Linked DNA regions of Anser cygnoides: regions 1 and 3 are each linked to region 2. The links are chromatin contacts, called in public Hi-C maps. All regions are on one chromosome and are shown on one strand. The core of a region is the stretch at or near the end of the contact, and the rest is flanking DNA. Distances in the headings are between cores, read along the strand shown.

The links. A called contact is a pair of places that touch in the nucleus more often than the background predicts.
Region 1: a Hi-C map of liver shows a contact between it and region 2, with 10 times the contacts expected there. The contact joins the promoter of CCDC71L here to the promoter of HBP1 in region 2. A contact is called at or near these places in 3 of 7 Hi-C or Micro-C datasets (all in liver).
Region 3: a contact with region 2 is called in a Hi-C map of liver, with 2.0 times the contacts expected there. The contact joins the promoter of PIK3CG here to the promoter of HBP1 in region 2. A contact is called at or near these places in 5 of 7 Hi-C or Micro-C datasets (blood, granulosa cells and liver).

Annotation. Positions count from the first base shown.
Region 1 is chr1:15,222,926-15,226,081 of Taihu_goose_T2T_genome, reverse strand. It overlaps CCDC71L (coiled-coil domain containing 71 like), which reads left to right and starts at 1,392. Exons shown (of 1, transcript XM_048068567.2): 1 at 1,392-3,156. The coding sequence starts at 1,559. The coding sequence ends at 2,410.
Region 2 is chr1:15,396,721-15,400,116 of Taihu_goose_T2T_genome, reverse strand. It overlaps HBP1 (HMG-box transcription factor 1), which reads right to left and starts at 1,448. Exons shown (of 11, transcript XM_048068499.2): 1 at 1,361-1,448. The coding sequence starts at 1,375.
Region 3 is chr1:15,247,477-15,250,569 of Taihu_goose_T2T_genome, reverse strand. PIK3CG (phosphatidylinositol-4,5-bisphosphate 3-kinase catalytic subunit gamma) reads right to left here and starts at 1,354. Exons shown (of 11, transcript XM_013190757.3): 1 at 832-1,354.

The DNA.
Region 1 (3,156 bases), core at 143-2,642, 170 kb after region 2:
GTTGAGAATAAAAGATTTCCCTATTCTAAACTGAAAGATTAATTACAGAACAAAGACTGCATATGAAGAAAAATAATGTTATTCGTCAGCCTTTACTGACGCTGAGAGAAAGTAATTAGTTAGGAGCCTAATCAAACCCCAAGTAGGGTTTGTAGGGAAGGTTAAACCACCTCAGCTCTTGCCGACACTTTGCTGTTCTGGGTGCTGGGAAGCTTTGATTTAATTGAAATAATCCGAGAACCTGACAAGACACTCTTCCCATGACAGCAATCTCTGAATTATTCGAAAGCACCGTCTAGAGAGACAAGAGGGCTCATGGCAGCTGACAAAGTTGTCCTGTAAAGCTGCAAGCATAGCAGTGTCATGCAGGACAAAATGGCAGTGTGGACTCATTGAGCTGATGACGCTCATAAAGGGCTCAGCCAACACAAGGACTGGGTTTTTTGGACTTCCTTACAGGACTGCACTGCTGGGATATGAAGCCAATCCCAATGACGCTGTGAACATTTCAATGTCTTGATGCCGTTGTTGAGGTACTGACCAATGGGTTGATGTTAAAAAACCCTTCTGCAGGACCAGGATGGTTGTACTTAAAGGTTGCATGGTGGACGTCATTGTATCATGCCTGTTCACCCATTTTGAGTCAGGCTGGATGTTGGGAAGATGTTACTTTCAGGATGGTCACACACAGGAATAGGCTTCCTGAAGAGTTGGTTGATGCTCCGTGCCTGTCAGTGCTCAAAAGGCATTTGGATAATGCCCCCAACAACACACTTCAACATTTGTTTAGCCCAGAAGTGGTCATGCAGTTGGACTTGATGATCACTGTCTGGCCCTTTCAACTCAACTACGAGATTCTATTCTGTTTTGTTGTTTTACTCAGCCTTTGTTCAAGCTCTGGGACAAGCTTCGAAGCCTCTAACCCTTGGGTGCAGAGCCTCTCTCTTGCGGCACACGGCACAGAGGTCGCGTGAGGCCCACCAGACCCCGCCACCACCGCTGGCCGACCACGAGCAGGGCAGCCCAGCCTCCGAGCACGAAGCTGCCGGGAGCTGTCCCCTGAGGGAAGCAAGGGGCCGCCAACTGGGCACATGGCGGCACATGGCGGCACGAGGAACCCGCCCGTGCCCCGGGGCAGTCCCTCAGGGAACACACAGTCCCAGGGGGCCGCCACCGCCCCCGGGCGGGTTCTGCCCTCGGGGGTGAAGTCCCCCGGCAGCCCTCCCGGACGCCTCCAGCTCGGTCCCCCCACAGGGAGGCCTCGGACCCCCCCGAGGGCCGCCTGCAGCGGGCGGAGGGCGGTGTTTCGGCCCGCCGCGACGCGTTTCAAACGGGCCAACCGCCGGGCGCGGAGGGAGGGCGGGCCGGAGCGCAGTCCCCGCCTGGGACTTTAAAGCGCCATTTTGTGCTGGGGCGGCCGCGATCGATCGTCGCTCCCACCCGGCGAGCGGGCGGCGGCGGAGCGGCGGGCGCCCGGCGGCGGCTGGCTGAGTGGCGCCCGTCCTCTTGCCTTCTCCGCGCCTCCTTTTCGCCCCCCTTTCCTTGCCCCTCCGCCTCCATGACCCGCAGTAGGAAGCAGGCGGCGCTGGAGAGAGGAGCCGGGAGGATGAACCAAGAAGCGGGGAGCGCCGCAGAGGGGGCCCGGGCGGCGGAGGAGGCGGCGGCGGCGGAGGCAGCGGGGGCAGCAGCAGCCGATGGCGGAGCGGCGGCGGCCGCTTGGGGGCTGCAAGGGGAGGCGGAGAAAGTTGTGTACTCGCGGTCGCAGGTCTCCTTCGCCGGCACCAAGGCGCTGAGCGACGCCCTCAAGCTCTTCATGCCCAAGTCCACGGAGTTCATGAGCTCCGACTCGGAGCTGTGGAACTTCCTCTGCAGCCTCAAGCACGAGTTCTCCCCGGTCATCCTCCGCAGCAAGGACGTCTACGGCTACGCCTCCTGCCGCGCCGTCGTCCCCGACCCGCCGCCGCCCTCCTCCGAGCGGCCCCGCCGCCGCCCCGGCAAGCGGCGCCTCCCGGCCTCCGCCGCCGCCAAGCGCCGGGCCGTGGCCGCGGGTGGCAGCGCCAAGCGGCGGCGGCGGCGGCGGCGACGCAGGAGGGGACGGGGGTGGCAGCGCCCAGCGGCGGCGGCGGTGCCGGTGCCTCCGGGCGAGGAGGAGCAGGAGGAGGAGGAGGAGGACAGCACGGGGGGCACCCCGGCGGAGGGGCCCGCTTGGGCGCCCTTCGGCGGCAAGTCGCTGGAGGAGATCTGGCAGGCGGCCACCCCCCGCCTCACCACCTTCCCCACCATCCGGGTGCGGGGCAGCGTGTGGAGCCGGCGGAGCCTGGCGGCGGCGCTGCGCCGGGCACAGCGGATCCTCGGCGTGGACCTGGCCCCCGTGGTGCGGGTGCGCCGCCTGCCCGTGGCGCCGTCGTGAGGCCGCGGCCGCCGCCCGGCTCTGCCCGCCGCCTCCGCTCCGCTCCGCCGCGGCGCGGACAAAGGGACCGATATCAGTCACCTGTTTACATTGCTTTCGTCTGGATCATGTTCTTCTGCTGCACTTTACGGCTCGCTCGGACTCGGGACGGGGCGCCGGGACCCCCACGACGACACCCTCCTCCCCCCCCCCCCCCCGGCCGCACCGGGGGCAGCCTGCAGGGCCCCGGCCTCGTCCCCGCGGGGGGCGCCGGGGCCCGGCTGCGGGCACCGCGCGTGGGGACCAAGTTCCGCTTCCACTTCTCCCCCTTCGGGCTACCTCACTGGTCCAGAAGTCCACCCAAGAAGTTATTTTCCAAAGGAACTTTTCTTTCATGCTTGTATAATAAAGCACCATCCGATTCTCGCTGTTGCCCCCCCCCCCCTCCCCGTTTTCCGATGGATTATGTATGCTTTGTGGTGTTGCACTAGTATGTGCTCAGGGTATTTTGAATCCCAAGCATTCCCAAGTTTCAGTTTACTCTGATCAAGGATGCGTAAAGAATGGAGGTTCAGGACTTGTGGCTGTTCTTGATGGTGCAAAAAAAAAAAAAAACTTTTTTAATTTCATGGGCTTAGTGATATATAAAGATGTATTGCGCAGTATAATTGTTACACTTTTGTATCTAAAGTCATTTTTAAAGTTTTCTAGTTGAACTAAGTATTTGTTTCTATTGAGCACCTAAAGATAGAATCATCCTGATATTT
Region 2 (3,396 bases), core at 199-2,698:
CTGCTCCACTTCAGAAATTAATCGTGCTTCCAAATTCACTGTGCTTCCAAGTCTCGAGGACTTTTCTAAACCAAAGCCACTCATATGTAAGAGCCAAAAAACCTCAAGCAAATGAATTAAAAGGAAAAAAAAAAAAAGTGCCGAACTTCACTGTTCTTTTTTTCTACCCAATTAAAGCCTGTTTTGAACAGCGTGTGCTTCCTGCCTGGGCCTTGGCCTTTCAGTGTTTTGAAACGTCAAAGGGACGGTCATGAATTAGCTCGCACGGACTTTTTTTGGTTCAGCTTCACGTTCAGAGACTGTTGTGAAACGTGCTTGGTGGGGTGGGGGCGCTGCGCAGGGCCGTGATCGCTGGCAGAAAGTTTTCCTCAGAGCCCAACGGGTTTATGAACGGGGACCCGCGCTGTAAAACGAGTCACTTTCTCATGTTAAGAAGAAAATAAGGCAATATTAACAAAGAGACATTAGCTACGAGGAGTTACTTCCATTTTGGAAGGGCCAAGGGTAAATTAATTCTCGGTGAGGAGGGGAGCGGGGGGGGCTGGGCGGGACGGCTTCGTGAGGAGAGCCGAGCCCCGCCGAGCGCCACCGGGCCGAGCCCAGCCGAACCGTGCCGAGCCTTTCCGAGCCCTTCCGAACTTTGCTGACCGTCACCGGGCCGAGCCCAGCCGAACCTCTCCGAGCCTTTCCGAGCCCGGCCGAACTTTGCCGAACCCAGCCAAGCCGCTCCGCACCCCCCCCTCCCCCACGCACACACCACGTGACCCCTCCTGGCCGCTGCCCTTGTTTATAAACTCCCCGCCGGCAGCGCGCATGCGCGGAAGGCCCCATTCATTCACAACTGCGTAACAGCCCGGCCCGCCCGGGGGGGGGCTGCTCCCCCCCCCCCCCCCCTTTCTCCCCTCTCCCCCTTCTCTCCCCCCTTCCCCACCGCCCCTCTCCCCGCGCAGCCGCCTCCCCCCCGCCGAGGGGCCGGGCGCCCTCCCTCCCACAGCCCGTGCCGAGCCGCCGGCCCCTGAGGAAGGGGAAAAGGGGCCGGGGAAGGGGCTTCGGGCGCTTTTTCAGCCTGGCGCCGCTGCTGGAGCACCCCGAAGGGCAGCCGGCGCCGCGGAGGCGTCCCGCGGGGCTCAGCCCAGCGCTGCGGAACCGGCCCGGCGCCGCCGGGCGGCCGAGGGACGGAGCGGGGTAAACAACAGCGGGCCGCCCGCCCGCAGCTGCCAAGGAGAGGGCTCCACAGGCTCCTCAGCGCGGTCCGCGGCCGCCGCCACCCCCCCCCCCCGCAGCCCAGCAGGCCCCAGCCGCCCCCCACCGAGCCCCGCCGGCCGCCCGCAGCGGCAGCCCCGAACTTGGAGGCACTTACCAGACCCGTCGCCATTACCGAATTCCCCTCAGCTTCCCCCCCCCGCGGAGTCCCCCCTTCGCAGTCCCGCCCCGTGCTGACCAGACTCGGTCGTTGATTGGTTGGAGGCGACGTTGCTCAACTTGTCGCCGATTTCTATTGGCTGAGCGGCCTGCCCATCAGGAATCCGCCCGGAGGGCGGACATGTTTTGACTATCCTGCACAGCTGATTGCACCAAGCCGCGCGTCAATCACGCGCAGGCAGCGCCGCGATTGGTTAAATCCATCCTCGCCTCGCTGCGAGGCATTCTGGGAGCTGTAGTCTTCGCTGCCGCCTCCGCCTACCAAGTTGGGCGAGTTAAGAACGACAGCCCCCAGGGTGCCCCGCGCGGCGCCCGGCCGATAGTAAACAAGGGGCTGAGGGACACGTGTACCGCGCCGCCGGCCGCCCGCGCCGCGCCGGGCCCCGAGATGGCCGCCGGGCCCCTCAGGGCCTGTCCGCGGCGGGGGCGCGGGGACAGCGCTCCCAGTGCGTTACCACAGCGCAGGGCCGGCACCCGGCTCCACAGCCCCTCGTGTTCCTCTGCCCCCTGACATCTCCCCTGCGTTTACAGTGAAATTAATAAAATTAACAGCCCGGATTGCTGTGACAGCACCACTGGGCTTGCTGCCACAGGCTGGCTGAGGAGACGTGCCCGTGTTTACACAGCAAATGGCCTAGTAATGGCCTCCTGGGGCCCAGCCCCAGCAGAAAGGACGTCACCTCATGACACATCCGTGCACAGTTCAGAAATAAACCATAGTGTTTAAAACAACCCATGGAGATAGACGAGACTTTGTAACTTCGGGACTTCCCGAGAAAATTAACTTAGTGCACTGCTTTCAACACCATCCCAGTCACGTAAAGATGCCTTAAATCAAGTATTGGAGCTGTTGTTGCAATTTAATGTAGTATCTACAACAGTCCTGACGTTTAGGTATGCTAACAGTTGGTTAAGCAAGCAAGCAAAAAAAGTTAGCTATTCCAGTGTAAATAATAATGACTCATGATCTAGAGTTCCCTGCGAGCTTTGAGCCCCGTGAAACATGCTGGTGGTGGCCACTAGGGGGAATGCTGTTTGTATCGTTACCACACGTCCAGAAGGGTTATGCAACGGAATAAAAAAAAAATAAAAATCACATACTGGAATTGTATTTAGTATCAAAGCACACACAGCGTGCAGATTTCTGGACACTTCGAGATTTAGTTTCTCCAGGAAGCAATAGTTTGCCTGTTAGTAAAGTCATTCCAATTTGTAAGGCACTGAAGAGACATCGCTTTTAAAAACACCCATTATCTTCTGCAGTACGAATTGGAGGTGATCACTTTTTATATGTGCTAGTTTACCTAACAACAAAGTCAGCAGGAAATCAGTCCCAGCTTTTTTAGTTCTTTAACTAAAAAATCTTTGGTGTTTAATTACATAACAAAACAGCCCTTTACAGATCATTTTCCCAATTTGAAAACACCACGATTGGAACAAAGGCCTCTGGAAAAAAATCTGAGAATTAACGTTGAGTCTCAACTATGAAGAAACTAGACTGCTTTTTATAATACCGACTGTCTAACTCGACATTCCACAAGCTCAGGTTTTCCCTGTGCTTAGAATTAAGGCCTTTCCTAAGTAACTGGTAGATCTTTATATAAGAAAACTTTTACAGCATCCTCTCTCTAAAATATATGTTTTAATAAACTGAAAAGTGGTAAATCAGGAATCATCTTTACACCTCTCTACAATATAATTAACTTTAAAGCTGTGTTCCTTCATCCCCTTCGCTTTTCTCCTTTGATCTCCTGTGTAAGTCTAAGCAACCTTTAGGCTCTTTGGGGAGAGGCCCAAGATGCTGGTTTTTTATTTCACATAAAATTTACTGTGGACCTTGCATTTCCAGATCAAGGTTTGGCAGAAGACCTGTATACGCAGATGTCTCCACTTTGCCAACAGGTTACTAAGATTGTGGTACAGCCACTTGGAAGGTAAAACTCCCTGTTTACTCCTCAAGAAATCCCCTTCTAC
Region 3 (3,093 bases), core at 105-2,604, 150 kb after region 2:
AGAGCTGACTCAAGATCTTAAGACCAGCGGGAACAGCCCCGTTCAGCTCGCACTGCTCGGTTCAGCGTATGAACAGCTGTTTTTAGCAGGCTTAGCATCAAACCTGTGACTCCTCTTTGGGCCACGACCAAGGCCGCGACGAGCGAAGCCCCAGCCGACCTAAGGCTGACTCAGCCCTTCCCTGGGAGGCTGAGACGCCGGCTGACGACTCCCCACACCCTCTGCAGGGGGTCTCGGGGCCAGGAGCCTCCCCTGCGCCCCGGCACGGCGGGGAGCAGCGGCCCGGGGCTGCGCCTTCCCCCGGCCCCGGGCGGAGCGGGGCCCCCGCCCTGAGATGGCGGCCGGCGCCGTGCGCCCGCGGGGGCCGCTGCTGCGAGCGGGGCAAACCCCGCGGCCGCCACCTCCACCGCCGCCACCTCCGGGGGCCGGGCAGGGCCGGGCCGCGGAGCTGCGAGACCCCGGCGGTCCCCTGCGAGGCTCGGCCGCGGCGGGCAGCGCCGGCCTGGGGCAGGGTCCGGCGGCGCCCCCCGGGACGGAGCTACTCACCGCAGCGGCGGGGCCGCGGCCGGGCTCCGCGCAGGTGCTTTCCTCTCAGCGGGAAGCGGAGCGGGCCGGCGGCCGGGCGGGAGGCTCCATGGCCGGCGGGAGGCAGCTCCGGAGCCGCCGCCAATCACACGGCGGACGAAGAGGGAACCGGCGCTGGGGCCTCCCCGCCCCGCTCGGCCCGGCCCCGGCCCCGGCCCCGGCCCCGGGCTCTGCGGGTTCCCCGTCCCGTCCCGTCCCGTCCCGTCCCGTCCCGCACACCGAGGCGAGGACGAGGCTGGTCCTTACCGGGGCTTGCCTGGGCTGTCCTCGAAAAGCCCTGGCGATGGTGGTCTGGTGGTCTGCTCCACTGCTCCGTGGCCTTCTCCTTCGGAAAGGCTTTCATGCTGTCTGATTAGATGTCTACTTTTGCAGGATTAGCCTCTTACTTGTCTTATCCCCCCACACTCCCTCTTTTTTTATTTTTTTTCCTTTTTTTCCAGCTACTTTTTATTTGAAGGCGCTGGATTCTTGCTTTTCTGCTAGCCTCTCATCTCCAGGCCCCGCACCCTGTCTCTCTGCCTTTTGGTCGTCTTCCTCAGCCCCCTGGCGATTCCTGTAGCCTGCCCCTGGGCTCCTGCCAAAGGGGCCGCATCGGCTTTGGAAGGCGCTGCTCTGAACTGGACATCGTAGTACTCCAGCTACGGCCTTGCCAAGGCTGCCCGCAGCAGGAGTATTAATTCATCAGCCTTCCAGAGCCAGGACTCAAAATGCAGCACAGGCATAACCGTTCACTTCCAACTCAAACAAACAGCACCCCGTCACAACCCGTTCGCTCCCCTGGCTGCTGCCTGTTCGGCTCTGAAAGGAGCTGAGCATTTGTATCTCCTCACCTCTGCTTTGAAACGGATAACAAAATTATTTCAGTGGTTGTACCGAGACCTTTTCTGACCTTGATCTTGCAATGAGACTCAGAGGTGAACTCTGTGTGGCAAACAGCCCACATGCTTGCCCTGAACGACATGCTGACGGAAGGTGACATCTTCAGGGAGTGCTTGACAAGCCCATAGATTTCCACACAGGCTATAAAAGGGAATCTGAATTTTCTGTGTGCACTGTGTTAACCTCCATAGAGCGAAAAATATCAGAAGGGAATAACTAGTGTGTTCCTGTGTGTTCCTTGTACAGATGCTATTGTAAAAGTTTGGATAATTGTCGTTATAACAGTGGAGTTCTTTTGACTTAAAAAATCATTTGCATGACAACACTAAGAGTTGTAATACCAGCCTGAAGCAGAAAGTAATTCAGAAACAATAGTATAAACATGCAGTTTCAAAATTAATGTGTTACACTGAACAGTGGCTAAATGAAAGCGTAACTATTTCAGCTTCAAGTTCCCTTTTTACAAAGCTGGAGGCAAAATGAAAACCTTTAACAACCTTCACATGACGTGCTTGCAGCACAGGGGAAACACGGTGAAGATTCACTGACTTTGTGCTTGGTTTTCCTGGTACAATTGGTAATATTTGTCAGAGAAGTTCAGCTTTGCACAGCACGTGTATTGCTGAATGCTTTAAAATAGATTAGAAAACCTTATCAAATAGGAAGCCTCTTTTTTGTTGTTGTTGGCTGGGTCCCCAGATGGATCACTCCAGGAACAGAAATACAGCCAGTTTGGCTACTAATCCTGTTAAAATCCATGGACTTTATTTGGCGATGCACAAACATATGGAGATTTAAGCAGATGAATAAAAAAGACCTTCATTTGTCAAAAGACAAATACAGAGGGAATAATTTACAGCCTGAGCAAATGACACGTTTCATGTGTCACTTCAGCCAGAATTGTATAAAATATTTTTAAATAGCTATAAATCAACATAATGCTATTTGCAATGAAAGAATAAATTATTGTCTATATTCTATTTGAGAAAAGGAGGTAAAATATTTTGTAAGGTGTTATAGAAAAACTGAAAATCTTTGTCATTTCAGGATTTAGAAGCTTAATAATTTTTTTTTTTTCAGTTAATTTTCAGCTCCTATATAAGCAGCACACTTACTGCCCTTTGTGGCAAGTACGGGCTTTCCTGTTACCAAGCGTGCTCTCTTTATAGGTTGCATAGTCTTTAGAAATATATATTTTAACATTATTTTATTCCTGTTGATTTCCAAATGTGACTTTAACCCCTTTCCATAATCTGTCACTTTCCATTTTTTCATTGAATGACAGCCTGTACAATACATTGAAATGCACATTTTACCATATAAAAATGGAGCTCTAAACATTCAGAAATACCATAGCTTAATGAAGGAAGGTGAAGAATACAATTTGGTATTTAAATGAAGCTGATTTAATCAAAATTAGTCATGCAAAGAAGCAATCATTTTGCTAATATAATCTTGTGGGGTGCAGTCAAAATGCAATTATTTCCTTTATCTTTCAGCTGTAATAAAAATATGACAAGCAATTGCTGTCATGATCTTTAATGGGAGTTTTGGAGGCTGGAAAAAATGTAAGATGGTATCTTTTGTGTCCTCTGCACAGTCAAACATCAGTTTTTATGTTGTTTCATG